Linked DNA regions of Capsicum annuum: region 2 is linked to region 1. Evidence: chromatin contacts called from public Hi-C data. All regions are on one chromosome and are shown on one strand. Each heading gives the region's core, a stretch centred on a gene start, on an enhancer-like site or on the middle of the called end of the contact. The rest is flanking DNA. Distances are from core to core; before and after follow the strand shown.

What was found. A called contact is a pair of places that touch in the nucleus more often than the background predicts.
Region 2: a contact with region 1 is called in a Hi-C map of bud, with 2.3 times the contacts expected there. The contact joins the promoter of LOC107844240 here to the enhancer-like site in region 1. A contact is called at or near these places in 2 of 5 Hi-C or Micro-C datasets (bud and placenta).

The regions. Positions count from the first base shown.
Region 1 is chr1:201,167,510-201,172,403 of UCD10Xv1.1, forward strand. No RefSeq gene overlaps it. Among protein-coding and RNA genes, the nearest start is that of LOC124898712, 29 kb to the right of the region's middle. Within about 2 kb of position 2,347, at least 5 of the 5 cell types and tissues checked have an H3K27ac peak or open chromatin away from gene starts, as enhancers often do. A contact at or near this core is called in bud, where this site is marked.
Region 2 is chr1:201,251,370-201,256,263 of UCD10Xv1.1, forward strand. LOC107844240 (50S ribosomal protein L18) reads left to right here and starts at 1,996. Exons shown (of 2, transcript XM_016688703.2): 1 at 1,996-2,429. The coding sequence starts at 2,265.

The DNA of each region.
Region 1 (4,894 bases), core at 1,097-3,596:
AGGCATATTATCTATCTAGATATTCAGAGGGAGTGTTATAAATGTATTTACATTATAGTGAATGTCTATCAAGATCTATCAAGATCTATTTGATGTCTATCAGGATTTGATGTATTTGTCTTTTAATGTGAAACTAGGGGCAAATTCTCCCTATAAATAGAAGAGCTTCCTTTATTGTAAATCATCCCTCAAGAAAAGAAATAAGAATCACTCTCTCTATTCTTCTTCTTGTTCTTTATTATTTTATAACAAAACCATAATACTTGCTCACATACATACATTAAATGAGAAACAAAAAAAAAGTTATTTAACATGTGCAAAAGACTAAAAAATATTGAACAAAATTTGAATCAAAACTAATATGAAACAAAAATTAATGAAATACATTGAAAAAATCGGAAGAAACATCATTCAAAGATGTTCAAGAACACCGCTTTCGAACAGAACAATCATGAATTCTTCAGCACGAGCATTAATCTTAGCTATGAACTCTTGACAACGTGAAACTATAAAAGAGAATATAGTGTTTTCACCTAGTCACTTGGGTAGCTCATCAGTAACTTGCTTTCTACAAATTGGGCACGTCCAATTGCGCTCTAGCCACGCGTCCACGCACTTTGCGTGGAAAGCATGGCCACATTTGGGCAGTTCCCTACACTTGTCGCCGTCGTTCATATAGTCGAGGCAGACAGCACAGTAAAAGCAACTGGCTTTTTGGACGTATATTCTGAAATAGTTCGCCAATTCAGTGCTTTATTTGTCGAGTCCGATTAGAAAAACAGGGATGAAAGGCCTAATTTTCGGTGAGCTAGTGGGATTCAAGTGTGAATTTGAATTTTCCTCGATCCGGACTTATTACCGTGATCAATTCACTACCAGTGCCATGTGGCCGAGGTTGAACGGCGGCGGCAAGTATTTGTCAGAACGGAACCAACGGAATTTGATGGTACAAATCAGGAAAGTTGCTATGAAGATAGCTGTAAAAGTGGCTAATGGCTCAAAATGAAGATACATGGGGTGCTCTCTCTTTTCACTATGTTTTGATGAGAACACATTTGCATACTTTAATACAATTAACAGTCTAGGTGTTAGTTTTGGATTAATTACTATGGTCTACTCTATCCTGTCGTTTTTGTTTTTTATAGATCATAGAGTATTTATGTACTATTAAGATATTTATATTTTTTATAATGATTGACAGTGAGCACAAGTATTATTTTATTTAATATTAATATTATTAAAATTCCTAAAATTTAAAAATTTGAATACATATACTTAATTTCAAGTATTTCATACACATGGTACCACCGATAATTTTAAACTGCATAAAAAGCTTTTTATAATTCACGACAGTGTAACTACATGCATGTTTTTAAATTTAAAATCTTAATTAGTATTGTTCCGTGTTTATTTATGTGGCGATGTTTAATTAGGCATTTAATTTTTTAAAAAAATTGAAATTTGTTATTTAAAACAAATTATAAATATTTATTTGATTATAAATTATTTTATTAAAATAAAATAAAAACCTGAAATTTAAATTAATTCTAATTTGGAAATATGATGAATAACAATATAACATTGATCCTTTTAGAGATATATTAAGAGAAAAAATATTATATATAAATTAAAACGTATAGATACTACATGCTACGGTAAATCAATATATGATATAACTCAAAGGTATTTCACAATTCTAATACCATCAATAAATAATAGTATATAAAATGTACCTCTAAATAAAGTATTTATTTGTTTTCTTTTGTATCATGAGGCCCTATTTAAAACACCGGCTCTTATATTACTCCCTCCGTTTAAAAAAAGAACTTAGCATAAAGTTTAAGAAAAATAAAGAAGACTTTTGAATCTTGTGGTCTTAAATTAAAGTTATGTTAAATACATTAAAATATTTTTTAATCTTGTGGTCCTAAACATGTCACGTGAAAAGTTGAAATTAAAGTATTGTCAGAAAATAAAAAAAAATTATTTTTTTTAAACGGATTAAAAAAAATAGATTTCTTTTTTTATGAAATGGAGGGAGTATTAATTAGACGTGGAATTCATTTTTATCACATAATTATGCAATCATTATACGAAGGACGACGTATCACGTATGTACCATGCATAATGATGGATGCATTTGGTATGCAGAAAATTCTTATTTAGAAAGAAAAAAAAATCATCGCGGAACGACTTTTCTTAGTGTATTTAAATATCTTAAAATAAAATAAAGTATTTTTCCACAAACTCCTTTTTTTTTTTGTTTAATTGTTGAACAAGTCTAAGTCAATCGAACTTGTTCTATTGACCAACATTTATACTTTTTTTATATTATAGCAAACGGAATATCTTAACACCTGTCCTACACCTCTTCAATCACAATAGACGTTTCTAATCAATATCCTAATCTGCCTCCAGTGAGTTTAAATGTCGGGGACAAAAATATTTACGCTCTCAAGTAAAATTTAATCCGTATGTTATTTAATTTTTTATATAAAAATTTAAAAAGAAAAAATTAGATAATCTTCAAATTAAATATATTTAATAGTATAAAATATACACTAACATTATACAAAACTTAAATTCTGAAAAATTTGGCTCCTTTTTTTTTATTTTCTCCATTTTTTTAAAATTCTTGCTTATATTAAGGACCGGTGACACAAGTTAATTTAATAATTAAAATATAATTAGTCAAAGATTTTAACCATAATTTAGACGGTAAATAAATAAATATTTAATTTTAAAAATTATTATAATTCCACAATAATAAAAGTACTAGGTTGATGGCCATGAAATACAGCACCTCAATAGGTAAACAACTGCTAGGACACACTCAACCCAGAATTTAATTGGTATAAATCTTTGGAACCTAAGTGCTCTATCCACCTCAAGTATGTGTCTGTGTTTTCTCCCTACCAACTCCATTTTATTATGGAGCGTGTGGACAACAACTTTCATGAATAACATCCAAACTTTCAAATAAAGATTTATATACCCTGTTGAAGAATTCAGTGTCATTGTCTGATCTTACCCTTTTAATAAACTTATTGAACTGGTTCAAAGCTAAGGCAAAGAAACACTTAAGAATCTGAAACACATCACTTTTAAACTTCATCAAAAACACCCAAGTCATTCTAGACTTATCATCAACAATTGTTAAGAAAAATCTACAGTGATACAAGTACAATCGTAATTGTGGACCAATACGTAAAGGCTTGAGCTCGGGTGGCTGGCCAACCAATGGAACAAGCTTTGAAGTGTAGAGAACAAGTCTCAACACTCTAAAGCCGTCCAATATGCACACTCCAAGGCCGCCCCTTTGTCTTGGTTCATTAAGGGCATTATAGTAATTTTGTAATAAGTTAACCTAGACTATAGGCAGAACATATTAGGTCTTTTGTTCATAACTTTGATGATATTTTGAGAGCTGTAGAGAGAGAGTCCTGCAAGGTGGATTCCTTGTAACAAGTGTGGATATCACTTGTGTTGATGCTAGTTTTGAAACGTTGATTGCTTGGTCCCGTTCCCTTGAGGTCACCGTAGAGCTTGATGTTACTTGTATGAATTTTGGGTCTTTGTGTTTAATATACACTTAGGTTCACAGTGTTTGTACATTTGTATGTCAAGTTAACTATCTATCTATCTCTATATCATTTTTGTTGTTGTTCATTATCGGGTTTGGTGTCCCAAACCGAAACTTTGTGTTCTTTTTGTTCTTGTGCTTGTGTTACTAATCTAGTTTGTTGGCTCGCTGATTTTAGAGGTATTGAACACCTTAATATCTTCTTGTTATTGTGTTTTCGTTGTTGTTGTAGTGAATCCGAGAGTGATCACCAAAGGGATCCTCGGTTCTTTCAACTTGTGGACTATTTTTGGTGTTTGTTTTGTGTCTTCTTTGTCGATCTTGTATCATACAGTCAGTATGAGTAGCAATTCTTTAAGGACCCTACACACAGAGGCGAACCCAGGATCTGAAGTCTGTGGGCGCACCAGTGTTGTCAAAGGCACGCATAAGCCTCGAAGTAAGACTCAAAATGTGTTGAGCGCTCGTCTCGCTTAATGTGCAGCTTAGGTTCTAATTTCTAATACATACTTTTCCTAGACGAAGGCTAAACAATTGATATTTCACTTTATAAAAAAAAAAATTGTTCATATATTTCTCATTCATACTCATATTATTAGTCTTGGACTAGACATATATTTATATTTTTTTCTCTTTTTATGCCTTTTTTGTTAAATCTCACACTTTATTTGTACTTTGTGATTAAACACAATAGACCTTGAAGTTTTTTTACGCTTATTACTTTTGATAATATTGTGGTGCACCAATATATCTTACGACGTTAGAAAAACTTTGAGTGTAGATTAAGGGATATTATCATATTCAATTGGTCGCCAAAGACATGAACAATAATGCAAAAATAATTATATCGAACGAATATGAGTTCTAAGATAATAACTTTACTTTCTTATAATATAAAGTTTACTTTTATAACCATCAATTGTGGTAGGTTAGTGGTGAAGGGGTGTTCACCTTAGGGATTAGTTGTGAGTTCAAATCCCCATTTCATCAATTTTTGTTACAACTTTGGTAATAAGCCTTTAAATCTGAAGAATTGAAATATGAAATTTACTTTTATCAATTTTTAACAATCAGTTGTGGTAGGTCAATGGTGAAGGAACCTTAGGTACTAATCGCTGGTTCGAATTCCCATTTCATCAAGTTTTGTTAATAAGCCTTTAAATCTGAAGAATTGGAAATAAAAGAGAAAATGTTGTGTGGTTCCCGGGAATCAACCCTTGGTCGCGTGGGTGGAAGTGCGGGTGTCAACCAGCACACCAAGGTGCACTACCAATTTATCAAGGTATATATATATAAATACAATTTTTTTCG
Region 2 (4,894 bases), core at 746-3,245, 84 kb after region 1:
AGGTGACTCCATCACTATTTGAATAAATACACGAATAAATTAAAAAATTTAACATCTATAATTAATACATAAAAAAATAATTTATCCTTATACATATAAATAAAAATGAACGAGTTATTAAAATCTGTCGTATCTGACAAATTTATGTAATTTTATGCCGATCAAAATATAAATATATGAATTTACTAACCAAGTCTTGGGATGGTCTCACACAGGACGAATCAAAAGTAGTCATCTATTACTTTAAGATAATAATTGTACTAATATTCTCTAATCTTACAGGAATACTTGTACTTTAAGAGTTGTTTTTTAAATTTTAAATATAAATAAAGAAAGAGAAAGGACTAAAAAGTGGAAACCATGTGAAAGAACATGGAGAGGAGGAACGACTTAGTATCTGAATTGTTTTTTGGAAAGTCGATGTCATGATTTTCTAAAGTGCATCAAGGTAATAAATTGTGAATTATCATAGGCGGTTTAATTTTCGTCCTAATTTCATCAATAAATATTATTATGTGAGTATATATAAGTTGAAGTCAAATAAATGATAATTATTGATTTATCATGTTATGAAAGATCAAAATTAAATTTTAAAATAGCTAATTGTATTGAATTAATTTAGCATAGTAATGATGTAACATTAACCTACTTGCTGCTATTGTTGTTGTTTTTTTTTAAGGAAAAATTACATCATGTCACAATTTATTTTATCATAATTACTTAAAATCCAACCTTTTTGAATAATTATATAAATTCTTAATTTTATTTAAAAGTTTGGATATATCATTGAAGTATGTGATGTATTCGTGTATAGTTAGGTGATGTATTTATGTGGAATATAATGTATTTGTGTAAAATTGAGAGATGTATTTGAAAGAATATGATATATCTGTATAAAATTAAGAGATTTATTTGAAAGAATTATGTACTCGTATGAATTATTCAGAGGTTTTTAGTAATTTTGCAAAAAAGAAAGAAGATATGATGTAATTCAGCTATATACCTCGGCTTGTAGACTTGTAGGGGTGTGCAAAAACCGAATCAACCGATAAATTGAATCGATAAAAATTGTTATTGGGTTATTGGGTTGACAATTTTTTTATTGATCTTATAAAAAAAATTATTGGATTAATGGATCGATTTTAGCTTATTGGGTTATCGGTTAACTGATAACTCAATAAGGATATACTAAATTATTGTTTTACCCCAATTTATGTTATATATATATATATATATATATATATATAAATAACTATACTACTTATATATATATTGTGTAGGAGTTTGGCGACAACTAAGATTCTATTTTTTTATGTTAGTTGTTACTATTTTTATTTTATGAGTATTTTTTTATTGGTTAAATTGAAAATCGAACCATTAAGGACAAAAAATCGATAAAAAATATCTTATTTGTTGATTATTGATTTTGCATATTCAAAAATGAAAAACTGATAAATCGAACCAATAACGTATAAAATCAAATCGAACCGACCGATGCACACTTAGACTAGTACAAAGCACCTTGGTAGACTTAGCACGAAGGTCCAGCAGGAAAGAGCCCAATAGAACTTAGGAGCTGCCCTCTTAAATGGGCCTATGCAAGTTTATTTGGGCTTAGTGGCCAGTATGAGGGATGCATAGAGGCCCATTAGGATAAGATTGTAAGATGGTACACCTAGTTAAGTAGTTATTCATCTTGGTCGAACAAAAAAGTTACGCATCCAATACAATAGGAAAAAATATGTGCAATTGAAAACATCAACTGATAATTATCTAAAATAGCTAATATTTAAAATAATTATGATTTACAGCTAACATTTAGATTAAATAGTATATTTCGACTTTTGGGATTCATATATGTTTGAGGACGAACTTTGAGGCTCAAATACAAATCTCTCTAAAGACTTGTATTTGTATACAAAATAAATTTCAAGCCCATATGTAATCTCTAAAGTGAATTTGTATGTATATATACAATTTCTAATTTGATCTAACAAGGTAACAATTTTATATGAGACATTTATTTTTGATAAGATAATCAATTAATATGGGGTTAAAAGAGAGTATTACAAAGTGATTACTTTTCATTTATAGTACTAAACTAATTGAAATTGTGGCTTAATTTTGATTGGACACTAATTTTTGTTACTCCTGGCTACTCCATCTAAAAAGCTAAGGGAGGGGGGAGTAGTAGGCCATATATGGTGCGTGTTGTTTTGTGTTGACAGGGATAGGAATAGCTTAGTGAAGAAGAGTGAGGAAGAATGGCTTCTTCATCATTTGCACCTACTCTATGTTTCTCCCTCTCATCTGAATTCCTTCAATCACAAAAACCCAATTCCCTTTCATGGTCTTCTTCTTTACCCCAACTCAATATTTCTTCGTCTTCTTCTTCAACACCCTTCCCTTCAAATCTCTCTCTCCACCAGGTATCTTCTTTCTGTCTTTCTTCATCTATTTCTACTATTTTATTTATTTTCTGAGGGTATTTTTTGCCCTGTAATTTCTGGTTTATTCTGTCACTTTCTTGCTCTAATTAGAATCAGTCTGCATTTTTTTTTAATATAAAGAGTGAATGGGCAAACAAATTTTTGAACAAAGTTGGAATATTAGTGATGGTAGATAGTAACTAAGTCGAACAAAATGTGAAGGAGGGCACAATAGTTTGATTATTTCGTTGTGTTTCTGCTTAACTGTAACTATATGTTTCCACCTTATCTGATTGCTCCTCCCCAATCCCTCTTTTATTTTTGGTCTTTTGTGTTGCTGAGGAAGAGGTAAGGTCTGCGTACACACTATCGAGACACCACTTGTGTGATTACGCTGGGTATGTTGTTGTCGTTGTGTTGCTACGGAGTAGGGATACAATCGCAATGATATCAGTTAATTCAAGGAGATTTTTTTTTTTAAGTCTTTTCTTCTGATTGATGTGGAAAACATAGGAGCTGGACAGAAGAGAACCATCCAATTTCTAAAATTCAGCTGAAATGACAATGTTCCTTTTTAAAGATTGGATTTTTATGGAATTTAGACGTTTGAGAAATTCGGAAGCAAAAGCCCATATGACACAAGTGTTCATTCTCAGGCAATACAGAGATTTCTTTTTTTTTTTTGGATCAGGTAAATAGATTCATTAATCACAAGGCCAGAATCGACCGTATGCCAAAAAGTAAAGAACCTACAATTACGAGACACCCAATCCTCTACACAAACCGGCACTACATATAGGTGCACCAAAAATAAATAAGGGGCCGGAGGCTAGGCATCACCCAAGACATACCAAACCAGTTAAACATATCCCAGCACAGTTTCGAAGTCAGGTTGCTATGTGGTAGCAGATGATCAACATCCTCACCCGTCTCCTTGCATAAGAAGCACCAGCTTAATGCATATGAACTTGCTTTTCCTAAGGTTTTCCACCGTCAAAATCACTCCTCTAGCAGCTAACCATGAGAAAAAACACATTTCTTAGCACCTTAGGAATCCAAATCGACTTTACGGGGAAGGCCTCCACCTCCCTCACCAAAAGCTTATCATAGAAGGTCTTGACATAAAAAACCCCATTACTCCCCAACTTCCATTTCAGAGACCCTTGTAGTTTCTTAGTTTCTGATTGAACAGACACCTCCTCCGGGGAAGGGAAAAAAGAAGGTGGTCGAAATGAGGACGTAAAGATGGGCAAAGGGATTGTCCAAACAGTTGCTAATATGTTCCTTCTTTTCAACATTGATATTTGCAGTCACGAGAGTCTGAATGTCTTCACGTGAGCGTAGTAAAGTAGAGAGTGCTTGATGAAGTTCCTGACCCGTGTAAATATTGTTAGACCAGAACTGGAATGTATCTGCCTAAATCTACTAAGACCTTTTTAAATAACTTAATGCTTGCTGCAGCTTTAGTGTATCCTGACATAAGGTTAGCTTGATCCACTAGTACTGCAGCTGTTTATGTAATATTTTGAGCTTCAGAATTGGCAAACAATTTTTCTTTAAATTGTTTTAGGATAGAGTTAGTACATACCAAGCACAAGATAGATCTTCCAAAGAACAAGGTCTTTTTGGTATAAGCCAATTCATTTGGGACCCTGAAGATCCATTCTTTTTCCTATTCAAAGATTGGCCCTTTGGCTTTCTTTTTTGGAACCGAGTTGTAGTTTCATTCGCTATCTCACCTTGACCTGGTATTAGAAATTCTGTCAACAAAGATGTGAATTAAGAAGGATTGATTGACGAAATATGAACCGAAGATATACCACAAAACAATACATTTTTGTTACCACACGATATATTTGAGGCGTCATGTTTCTGTCATCTTTACCAGCAATTATACTCTGGAAAGCAATATTCACATGCGGAGGTTTCTTTTGAGTATTGCTTGGCTTGTTTATATGTTCTTTTTCTTACTTAATTATTAAACAGATGTGCTGATTTATGGAAAGTAACTTCTAGAATTGAGTGAAATTTGAATATCTTTATCTGGCTTATTGTAGTTGACTTCAAAATCGTATCCATTCTGTTTCTTCATTGCCTGCGTAATGGCATAGCTGCCTCAGCTAACTTTTTTCAGCAAGTACATATCTTTTAGACCAAGTCATGTTTAGAAGACAATTATTTTGCTCAATATTATAAAGAGGTTAGGAGGCAAGATTCTTTCAAGTTGGGTAACTTTTAGACCAAGGATCATCATTTTGGTTGGATAAGGTGCTTGCTCTAAGAAGAAATAAGTGTTCGGATCAAAATATGATGTACTCAATGTATTATGTATAGCATGGCGTATTCTGACATGTTTACATCCTAGCTTAGCATGGATAACAGATAGAAACGATAGGACTTAGAAACTGCAGCATGGATAGCTTGTTTGATGTGGATTTTTGAGAATGTACTTGTTCATGTTCTGT